Regions from separate parts of the Sus scrofa genome. Here region 2 is linked to region 1. A link is a contact called in public HiChIP or PLAC-seq data. All regions are on one chromosome and are shown on one strand. The core of a region is the stretch at or near the end of the contact, and the rest is flanking DNA. Distances in the headings are between cores, read along the strand shown. Region 1 holds the start of KAT6A (histone acetyltransferase KAT6A). Region 2 holds the start of VDAC3 (voltage-dependent anion channel 1 pseudogene 5).

Region 1 (5,566 bases), core at 2,084-4,583:
ACTGCTGGTGAAAGCCAGAGGCAGCACCGCCTCCAAATGATGCAGACACATCCTTCTGACCTTTCAAAAAACGTTCGATGCTTTTCAAAGTTGAGCCACCGGACTCCGCCAAGCCCTCAACTGCCCGCTTGATCAGTTTATTCCAGTCTACGTTTTGTTTATTATCCAATTTTCCATGGTTTCGAGGTTTAGGAAGTGCTATTCGCCCAGGATTATCAGGATCTTTATAGGAATTGAGTCCTTTATTTGAGACTTTCAAAATTGTTCCATCTTTGACACTCAACTCCAATTGTTCTAAAACAGTTTTACGATCCAAGCCATGGGATGAAGACACTGCATTGCATATCCTTTCTTCTGAAGGACGCTGTTTTTGCTTCTTCACTTTTTTGATGGCCTCCAAAATCCACTCCGTATACAGCGGGTTAGCGAGTTTTACCATGGTGAAGGATTCTGTATATCCATAGAGTCGTTATCCCTTATCCTGATGCTGAGCAAGTTTTACACCATGGAAAACAACATTCCCGAAGGCTGGGAACCAGTTAACCATAGCATACAAGTTTTCTGGCCTGAGTCCTTCCTCCTTTCACAAAATAGACTGCCTTCCCACTTTCACTTCAGAAACCAAAACAATCTGTTATTTGTAATGTCTTCAAACTTCCCAACAAATTTCTCAATAGCACCACACATGGGTTTCTTCATAAAGTTGTAAGAACTCAAGAATATCTCATTCCCAGCAGAAAACTGTGCATCTTATGCCTGAAAGACAATTACAACAAAAAATTATAAATAAGCTAAAACTCAAAGAAACACCCCAGTCTTCAAAGCACTCAAATAGCAAGTGTTCACTAAGCACCTGTAGGAGTTTCAACATGTCTCTATCAACATTCCAAAACAATCATGTATGGAAACCACTGGGATAACAAAGAAAAGAAAAAGAAGATGAATAACTAGGATACAATAAGGAATGTACTATGGATGACCTTAGGCTACAACTAACCAGAGGGGTTGCGGTTACTCTGCACTCCACATCTCTGCTCACCAGGCAATGAACTGAAACTCTTCCTTGACATCTTTCCCCCAGAAACTAGTCCGCACTTCAACAAGTATTCTTTAGTAGAAAGAATCCTGCAATGAAAGTAAGAGTGCATCTTTCATCTTGCAAAATTCTAGATATTCAGATTTGGATGAAAATAGTCCATAAGATAGGCAGAAAAACCAAGAAGGAAAATTTAATTATTTCATAAATTAAAAGAAACAAGTACAATTAATGCAAACCAAGTTCGTATTTTATGTACAATATCACTTTAAACATTCCCAATGAAAACAGTGAAAATGGTCAAGTGTAAAAGTGTTTAAAGAATTTCAAAATAATCCAACTTCATTCAAACTTTAAGAATTACATGCTGATAGCTTCTCCAAGTAATATTCAATATGCTGGAGTCCAACAACTGTCAAAACGTTCATAACCAATCTACAGATAAACTAGAAATGAGAAAGGCCCAGAATCACTGGGTTCAAATGCACAAACCGCATATCAAATATACAGTACAGAAAAAAAAAAAAATGTATTGCCGGTCTGGAGTCTAAAGAGTAGAGCTCATAAAGATTCAGGATTGCTGTCCTGGAAGGAACATTAATGAATAAAACAGAAACACAAGTACACATACGTTGCCTCTTCAGGATCAAAGTCAATATTCTCTCAGACAAAACAATCTGGCAGAGGCCAATCTTTTTAAAATCATCGAAATAATGAATGCTGACTCTAATACCGCCTTTGCTTCCAAAAACAGATTTAACTTGACCTAAACGTTTTTGAGAACTTCTCTTATTGTGAGGAGCATTTACATTATAACATAAACAATGCTAGAAAAATGGCTCCCGGAGCAATTACTCTTAAGAGTGACATCAAAATCAAAAGGAAAACTAACAGATACGAGGAAACTGATAGTACTATCAACTCTGATAAGAAAGAAAAGGCCGAGGTAAACATTCAAACCCGAGCCCAGACTTTTTTAAATTAACTGACTGAAAAGAAGCCCCCTGAGAACACTAGGCTTCATTTTGGTGAGAGTTTCGAGAGGTCAGAAATCATAGTATTACTCCTCCAAAAAAGTTCATTATGGAGACAGTAACGCTGAACTAAATGAGCAGCTTCGGCCGAGTTGAAGAAGCAGGGCCCGTCCTAACTGATGAAGCTCACAGGCAAGAGAATGAATGACAATCACTCATTGTCTCTCCGGCCGGGCTCCGAACGCATCTCCAGGTCTGCAAAAGTAAAGCGCCTGCAGACTTGAACTTTAACTCTCGGAAAGTACACCGGCGGCTGAAGAGAAAGCTCAACTCGCTTCCGACAGTCCTGGCCCGGCCTCCATCCCCCACCCCCAAACACGGATTCGCGCTCTCTTTTTAAAGAGCGAGAAACTTTACAAACTTGAAGCGGCACCAGCCCGCGGCTCGCCAACCGGGAGCTGGCGGCTCCCAGCAGAAGGGAACAGAACCCGAGGAGTAAGTTAACAATGAAATCACGTGAAAGAGTTAGAGCGGCACCTCTGCGCTCCCAGCTCCTCCGAAGCCTCGGCCGCACAGAGGCCGGGTCCCGGGCGGCGGCGCGCGGGCGGGCCCGGCAGGTCCGCGCTGACAGCCGCCCGCCGTCCGCCCCCGGCGCTGGGGCTGACAGCCGGGCAGACACACCGCCGCACGTGCGCCCTCGGCACCACAACACGGCCGCCTGTCACCTCCGCGCCGCGCGGCCGCCCGGGCCGAGAGCGAGCGCCGGGAGCGCGGGCGGTGGGGAGGCGCGGGCCGGGCGGCGGGCGGGCGGCCGGCGCAGGGGCCGGGCCGGTGGGCGCGCCCCGAGGGAAAGCCGGACGCCGCACGGCCCGCCCGAGGCTCCGCGGCCTGGGCGGCCGCCGCCGCCCCCTCCCGCTGCCGGCTCCCAGCTCCCCGGCTCGGCTCGCGGAGGCGGCGGGCGCCGCGCGGGCCGCGGGGCGGGGGACCCGGGAGCCGGGCGCCGGCCGGGCGCGAGGGGGCGGCCGCGGCGCCCCAGCCCGAGGCCTGGCGCAGAGCAGCGGGAGGCGGCACAGGCCGCGGCGGGGCCTGCAGCGGCCACCGGCCCCGCGAGGCGGCGGGGCGAGCCCCGGAGCGGCTCGGCCTCGGGCTCGACGCCCGGGGGCGGCCGGGGGCGGCCCCTCGGCTACTTACCGGGGGCGGAGAGCGCCGGGTTCCCGGGGCCCCGGGCCGGACCGCGGAGATGCCCCAAACTGACACGGCCGCCATCTTGGAGACAGTGAGCTCCGGCCGGGGGGAGGGGAGGCGAGGCGGCGGAACAGCCGCGGGGGGAGGGGAAACGTCGCGAGGGAACGGCTGCCTGGGGGAGGGCGCGGGAACAGCCCGGGAGGGAGGCGAGGGGGAGGGGGAGGGAGGGGCCGCACGGGAGGGGGGCGGCCGAGGAGCGGGAAGATCTGGGCCGAGAGCCGGGAAGGGCCGGAGGGCGGGGCGGGGCAGAAGGGAAGAGCCAGCCTGGCCGGTCACGTGGGGCCGGTACAAAAGGCCAAAGCCAAAGTGGGAGGAGGACTGGAGGGGCTGGAGGCCTGCGGCCGGGGGCTCCAGCTCGCCCTCGTTGCGAGGTTCGGCCGGGCGGATACCCGGGCGAAGAAGCTGCTGTCTCCCCATTACACAGCTGGGGAAGCTGAGGGCAGCGCCCGGGTGGGGAGGCTTCAGTGCGGCGCGGAAATCCGGTAGGATCTGAACTCTGATGGCGCCCGTGTTTACAGCCACCGAGCCTCCCTCCGCAGCGCGATGTCCGCGCCCCGCTCCCCCCGCGCCTCCCGGAGCCTGAGGTCTGGAGCTGGGCGGAGGGCGGGGAAGGGCCGCCTGCCCTCACCGTTCCTTCCCGTCTCCTTCTCCCCACACGCCTCAGCCCTTTGCAGGAGAAAGAGCAGGTGCGATGAGAGGGGAGAAGGACAGAAAGTTGGACACCTTACGGGGCCCTCTCATCAGAATGACCTCATTCCCACTCCGAGAGACTTGTTGGACTTTTTGTTGAGCCATTTTTGTGAAGAACCACGTAGGCTCGGGACTGAGACTCGCACAAGGTCACACAGCTGTTGGGTGGCACACATCTGAGTTTGGAGCCTCGAAGTGTCTCATTCCGTCGCCTGTCTTCTGCTGCTGCCCTTCGCAGAATTGCTCTTGTCAGAATTTATGGCTGAACTACGAACGGGCACCTTTCATGGCCTGTCTGTCCAATACTGGCTGCATGGATGTTTCTTTGTCTTTCATTTAGTTGAAACTCCTGAGGCAGAGATTGAGTCATTTCCCTGCCTTCACTGGAAGGGCAGTAAATGACATGCAAAATGCGTGAGGACTTCGTGTGGAAGCGTTTTCCTGCCACTGGTCCTTTTTATCTGCCTTGTGCCCCCCTGCTAGACGGTCCTCCCCAGCACCTCCTCCTTTTATCTCAGCCCTAACTTTTAAAGACCATCCCCTCACTCACTACCTTAACTTTCGTGTTTACTTCCTTTTATGAACTTCTCTAGGTCGACCGTTTTCACTCTTCGCGGGGCGCTTGTTGTGTGGCCTTTCTGCACCTTTGATGAATGCATTCCCAGATATGTTCTCTTCTAGGATGCCTCTTTGCATCGCCAGTGGCACCGTGTTTGTACAAGCAGTACAGATTCCAAAAAATGTTACTGGTGGGTGAACATTATTTCAGCCCGCTAAGAAAGAGGTGGGAGTGAGGGGTTTCCTGGTGGCTGAGCGAGTTAAAGACCTGGCATTGTCACGGCTGTGTCTCAGTTTCAATCTCTGACCCAGGAACTTGCACATGCCAAGGGCACAACTAAAAAAGAGAAAGAGAGGATTTCCATCCCCAAATCAAGCCTGCCTTGTTTATGCCTCAACCTTTACTTTCCTATCTCCATAGTTTTTCTCCACTGTAATCCTTAGCCTATACCATAGACTGTCTAGATCATTCAATAACATAAAAACAATATTTTTCAATTTGATGTCTTAGCAGTGGCAACGATAACAGGTGTGGTGTGATAAGATTTACTGAGTCACCCTTCATCACCTACTGTCAAGCCACATTCCTACATTAGGACGGAAATTTAGGGATAGAAAAATATGAAGGATATTTTCCGTCCTAGATGGATTAGACTCGGGTAAAACGAAAAATATTTGTAAATATTTGCAATACAGCAAGAGGAGTTGGGGAAATGATCTTTTAGAAGAATAAATTAAGGTTTTTATTTCCCAGAGAGGACAAATAAAATCATATTAATAGAAAGAAAAGTTATTCACGTGACTAGCATGCGGTCTTCAGAAGAAAAATAATACAGAGATGAGTTGTGTTTGTTTTTGGATAATTCAAAAGAAAACTAGCCTGAGCCACTCCTGTGAAAAGACTAAACTGGAGTTTAATCCCACAGTGGCAAGAATTTAAAACAATTTGCAACAACAAAGCACAGTTTAGCTTTTCAAACTGCTTCCATTGAGAGTCTTTGCTTTACATTTGCATAACTTAATGACACATTCTGGCGGTCTTCTTAAAATAAAAGGTTTGCAG
Region 2 (5,405 bases), core at 593-3,092, 300 kb after region 1:
ATCCCCTATACAACTTTTGCAAAGTGTCTGGCAGTAGTTTTGAAAACGAGGCACAATGCTAAGAAAGATTGTAATTGGTTCCTAGATGATGTTTCTAAACATTTAAGTGTATCTTTTCTCTTGTCAATAGATTAAGGCTTTACAGTCTAGTTTTGTTTTTTAACGTTTCTGTTTGAATATATAGTGCCTGCTTTTCTCTGCTTATCTCCCAACCTATAGACTTCTGACACAATTTCAACAGATACCTGCGTCAGTTGTGATCATAAAGAATACTATCAGATTGCAATTGGCAGGGTGTAAAAAGTCTAGAATTGATTATTTGAACACAAGGGAGTGAATTGTAAATTAATTTCTCTGGACCTGAACTATGAAACCTTGTGGTTTAAACCAAAGTTTTATTATGCTATGACTCAGTACATTTATCTTCTTTTATCTTTTCTATACGCTTTCCTCTTAACTTTGTATGTATTTTTATACTATATCATACTGTCTATCGTATTTGACAGGTCTAAGTTAAGAAAGAAATTTTAAATGGATTCACAATTAAGAAGTACACCATAGGGGTTCCCATCGTGGCTCAGTGGTAATGAACCCAACTAGTATCCATGAGGATACAGGTTTGATCCCTGACCTCGCTCGGTGGGTTAAGGATCCAGCATGGCCCTGAGCTGTAGTGTAGGTTACAGAGGTGGCTTGGATCCTGCGTTGCTGTGGCTGTGATGTAGGCCAGCAGCTGTAGCTCCGATTAGACCCCTGGCCTGGGAACTTCATATGCCAAGGGTGAGGCCCTAAAAAGACCAAAAAAAAAAAAAAAAAAAAGGAGGTACCATAAAGTGTGTGTTGTGTTCAGGTGTGTTGGGATGGGACAGAAACTTAGCAGAGGGCCAGATTAAGAGCTAGGCTAAATATAAATAAATAGCAGATTGAATGTGTATTTGCTCCAGGCATAGCAATAGCAAGGGCTAGCTGGTGCTCTAGATTTTTCTAGAGTAATGGGGAGTAGTAATGGGGTTGCTTGAAGCAGTTCTACAGTTGGTTAGACATGGCTTTTGAGGATACTGTAGGAGGAGATTTCCTGTTCTGCAAAGAGGGCAAAGGAAGCAGCAGTGTCGATAGGCCTGAAGATTTTGATGTGAGGGTCATATTGGCAGCAGAAAGGCTGTCTGAATAGTAAGTAGACAGGGTGAAAGATCAAGCAAGCACCTTGGGTTTTTGAAGGCTTTAACTTGAGAGTATACACTGATTTTTGTTAAGCCGATTACTTCAGGTAGAATCTAGCCTATTTCTGGCTAATAGGTAAGATTATAATACTTTATTTTAAGAGCTTTGAGAGAGGGCATATTCTGGATGGGTGTATTTCACTTATTCTTAGTTTAAGGACTGAATTTCAGAGTAGCCAAAATGTTAACCCTGAAGATTTTAAATTGCATCTCTTTTTCAGTTCCTCAGAAAATTTACCTTGTCATCTTATACAGCTCTTTGGCTTTATAACAGCCCAAGAAATACTTTTCTAATGTAAGTTTTTGCATTTTTAAAAAGTAAAAATATAGTTTTAAAAAAGCGTCTCCTTCAGCCTGTGAGAAATTTCTTTTCTTGGAAAGAGGTCAGAAAGATGACCTCTGTGAGTCTCATGAAAAAACCCTTTTATTCTCCAGTGTTCTGGAAAGCTCTTTTTAAAGGAGCAGAATGCTTTCTCTTAACCTTGCTGCATTAGGGTATAAGCATTAACGATGCAGAGGAAGAAAAAAATGTATACCTCTTTTCACAGGACCAAACAGTTGAACACAGAATAAATGCAAAATGGTTATTTTCATTCCTTTGTCCTCATTTTTTTTTTAAGATATGTGTAACACACCAACTTACTGTGATCTAGGAAAGGCTGCCAAGGATGTCTTCAACAAAGGATATGGTAAGTGTGCTATTGTAAATTACCAATTTGGGTAAGCATTAATACTGTATATATTAAGCTATATGGGAGATACTGTACTTGATAAAATGAGGTTAAGTCAACATTAATCTATTTCATAAGATTTAAGGGGATAACTATTAGCAGATTACTAGATCTCTTTTTTTTTTAGAGTTAGAGGCCCTCAAGCATTAAAAACCATTGTGTACATAAGCACATTTGCGTATTTTATATTATCTTTTGGGTGAAATAATATAAATCTGCAATATTTTGCTAGGGCCTTTTGCTAGGCCCTGGGGACAGTTAAAGTAGGGGACATATTTTTGCTCCTCCAAATAATGACAGTGCTTTCATTATTTGAGTGAAGATACAGCTTTTGACTTCTTTGGAGGAACATAGAGTGTTTGAAACCAAATAGACATTTATCTTTGGTGTTTAAATTTTTAATTTTTCGTGTTGTACTCATTTGATTTTTTATTTACTAATAATGTTAATTGTGTATTTTTATATTTAAAGCTTGTGTATATGTCTACATAATTTCTCTTAATTTTGATTCTTAAAATAGTATATGTTCCTTTCATCCATTTGTTTTTTAACTCATTTCAAAAATATGCCTTTAGTATTTTGAGGGACTTAAAAATTATACTTATTTTGTTATAATTCAGTTTCTTGTGGAACTCCCACTTAGTGAGAATACTGTGTATTTTCCATATAAAATGTACTGTGGAGTATTTTCATAATTTCTAAGTTGCAAAGACTAGAGTGCATGTTACATTTTGTACATTACTGTGTTTTTATGTGTGTGTCTAGGGTTTGGCATGGTCAAAATAGATCTGAGAACCAAGTCATGTAGTGGAGTGGTAAGTACTTAATGTATTTTTAATATATTTGACATAATTATCTTAAAGAAACCTGTTTAAAAATCATTGTTTTTTTTTTTTTTTTTTTTTTTTTTTGTCTTTTTAGAGCCGCATCCACAGCATATGGAGGTTCCCAGGCTAGGGGTCCAGATGGAGCTATAGCTGCCAGCCTACACCACAGCCACAGCAACGCCAGATCTGAGCAGCGTCTGTGACATGCACCACAGCTCATGGCAATGCCAGATCCTTAACCCACTGAGTGAGGCCAGGAATCGAACCCACAACTTCATGGTTCCTAGTCAGATTCGTTTCCGCTGCACCATGGCAGGAACTCCTAAAAGTCATTGTTTAGTCAGATTACTTGAATCACATGCTTTTCCTGCTAAGCTGTCTTCCCTACAGTCTTCTCCTCCTCTCAGGGAGACCCTTTGTGTCTGTCATAATAAGAGTGTTCTGAGTCTTATTCTTAAAAGGCGTGGTGTATGTATACACACACACACGTATATATGGGGGCATATATATATATATATATATATATATATTCCCATGTATATGCATTTTTTTTTGACCTATGCCATATCTTTATGCTTTCATGAATATGTATGTGGACACTAAAATCTTTGCCTCCATTATACTGGGTTCATGCAAATTTTATTGTCTTTTTATAAAAACAAAACTGATTTTAATCCTTTCATGATTAGTTGAAACAAATGTAGAAATACATGTAGAAGATTAGTCTACAGTACAGTTTTTATTGATGTTCATGAAATCTTTTTTACTGGAAGTTAAGAATATGGTAAGGGCTTATCAGCATATTGTCACAGCACCTTTAACTAGAGCTTTTATTCAGTAAGTCTCAGCATGTCAACTTGAGAGTCAATTTAGTCTTTGACTTCTCCTTATTGACTGTACCTTTTTTGTTTGGTATTTACCTGTTCGAACCAGTGCAAATTGTATTTCTGGATATAATGATTTAATTATAAAGATAAGAAGCACGTGGAGTAGTTATGGTACTGTGCCTTACATTCCGTATAATCCTGGTTTGTCACTATTATTCTTTCCCTGGGTTTTCCAAGGGTAAATATGTATATATCTGCCCTTCAGGATGGGATTTTGTTATATTGTCTGTTAAAATAGAAAATTTATACTCATTTCGATTAGGGTTTCTAAATTTGCTCAGGGTAGGTTTCTGTTGCAAAAATCAACAACTGAAATTTTTATCTCCCTCTCATGCTGCTGTTGTGTGGAAATATTCATTCAGATGGTAAGAAAAATAGCATATTTGTGTGCTTGTTTTTATGGCTGCTTTTTCTCTGGTACTGATTTAGGATAAATTTCAACCATTGCTCCAAATTTCTTAGATCATATCTTGATATTTTTGTGATACGTCATCTATAACAGTAACATGTTTATGAGTGTTTTGTTGTATACTAGCATTTAATGGAAAACTGTAGATATTATATGCATGTTATAAATAAAAATTTTACACTAGATAATTGTTTTATCTAATTATGCAATTAGACTAGAGTGGAAGTAACTGTGAGACTGGAACTCTGCTTAGGAAAATTCTGACCTTCTCTTTGAGATTTGTACCTCTGGCATTTTAGATTTTTGATAGAGCTTCAGACTAAGAAATGTCTGCTGATAATAAGAAAGAAATGTAGACTAAATACTCTTTTACCTTTTTTGCACGAAAATTAAGGTTTGTATTTGCTAATCTTTCAAGTTTATAAAAGGTACATATGAAAAATAAAGCATTAGGTAGTTAGATATATTAAAAGAAAGCGATATGACCTGTTAAACATGACCAGCATTTATCATTTTTTACCAAGGCCTTGCCTAAGTGTGCAGCATGATACTCTCTTTGAAAGCTTTCTGTGTGGTGCTGATAAACAGATCACAGTTTCCCAGTTGTTTCAACAGCTCATAGAACAAGAGTTGGGAGGAGGGTATTTGGTGAAGGGAGGATTCACACTGCAGGCAGTGAAACAGCTTGGCGGCCTTTGATGCCTGGTGGCAGTATTTCAGAAATGTTCTTTAAAAACAGGGCCAATCAGAATGTTTTTTCCTTGACAGTTGATAGACTGTCAGTGACAGGTGTTGACTGTTGGTATCCCTAGAAGGAGGTCAGTTTCTCATTGCTTATTGTCATGTGGCTGAAGGAATACCAAACTGGGGAGGAGGATATATTTTCAGGCACTCATAGTAACTGTTTGACAGAAAGTACTTTGAAAGGTAGATGGGGGAGAGGGAGGAAGAGGGAATAGTTAGAATATTCCATTTTATTATGAAAAATGGAATGATCCTTTCAAATATTGAAATTGTTTATGTGGAAAATTTTACAGATAGTTTTGTGGGTAAAAGCTGTAAGCCTTCCTAACAGTGAGAATTTATTTAATGCCAGTGAACTATACACATAAACATGGTTAAAATTGGGAGTTCCCATTGTGGCTCAGCAGGTTAAGAACCCAACATAGTGTCTTTGAGGATGCAGGTTCCATCCCTGGCCTCACTCAGTGGATTAAGGATCCAGCATTGCCTTAAGCTGTGGTGTAGGTCACAGACACAGCTTGGATCCTGCATTGCTATGGCTGTGGCTGGTGTAGGCCACAGCTGCAGCTCCAGTTCAACCCCCAGTC

What was found. HiChIP or PLAC-seq counts read pairs in DNA pulled down with a chosen protein or histone mark.
Region 2: an H3K27ac HiChIP or PLAC-seq map of alveolar macrophages shows a contact between it and region 1. The contact joins the promoter of VDAC3 here to the promoter of KAT6A in region 1. A contact is called at or near these places in 2 of 5 promoter capture datasets (fetal skeletal muscle and liver), 2 of 47 Hi-C or Micro-C datasets (embryonic fibroblasts and heart right ventricle) and 1 of 2 datasets of contacts at active chromatin or transcription factors (alveolar macrophages).

The regions. Positions count from the first base shown.
Region 1 is chr17:11,106,641-11,112,206 of Sscrofa11.1, forward strand. KAT6A (histone acetyltransferase KAT6A) reads right to left here and starts at 3,334. Exons shown (of 20, transcript XM_021078038.1): 1 at 3,202-3,334; 2 at 1-756. The coding sequence starts at 439.
Region 2 is chr17:11,411,157-11,416,561 of Sscrofa11.1, forward strand. It overlaps VDAC3 (voltage-dependent anion channel 1 pseudogene 5), which reads left to right and starts at 1,843. Exons shown (of 8, transcript NM_214364.1): 1 at 1,843-1,909; 2 at 2,717-2,766. The coding sequence starts at 1,843.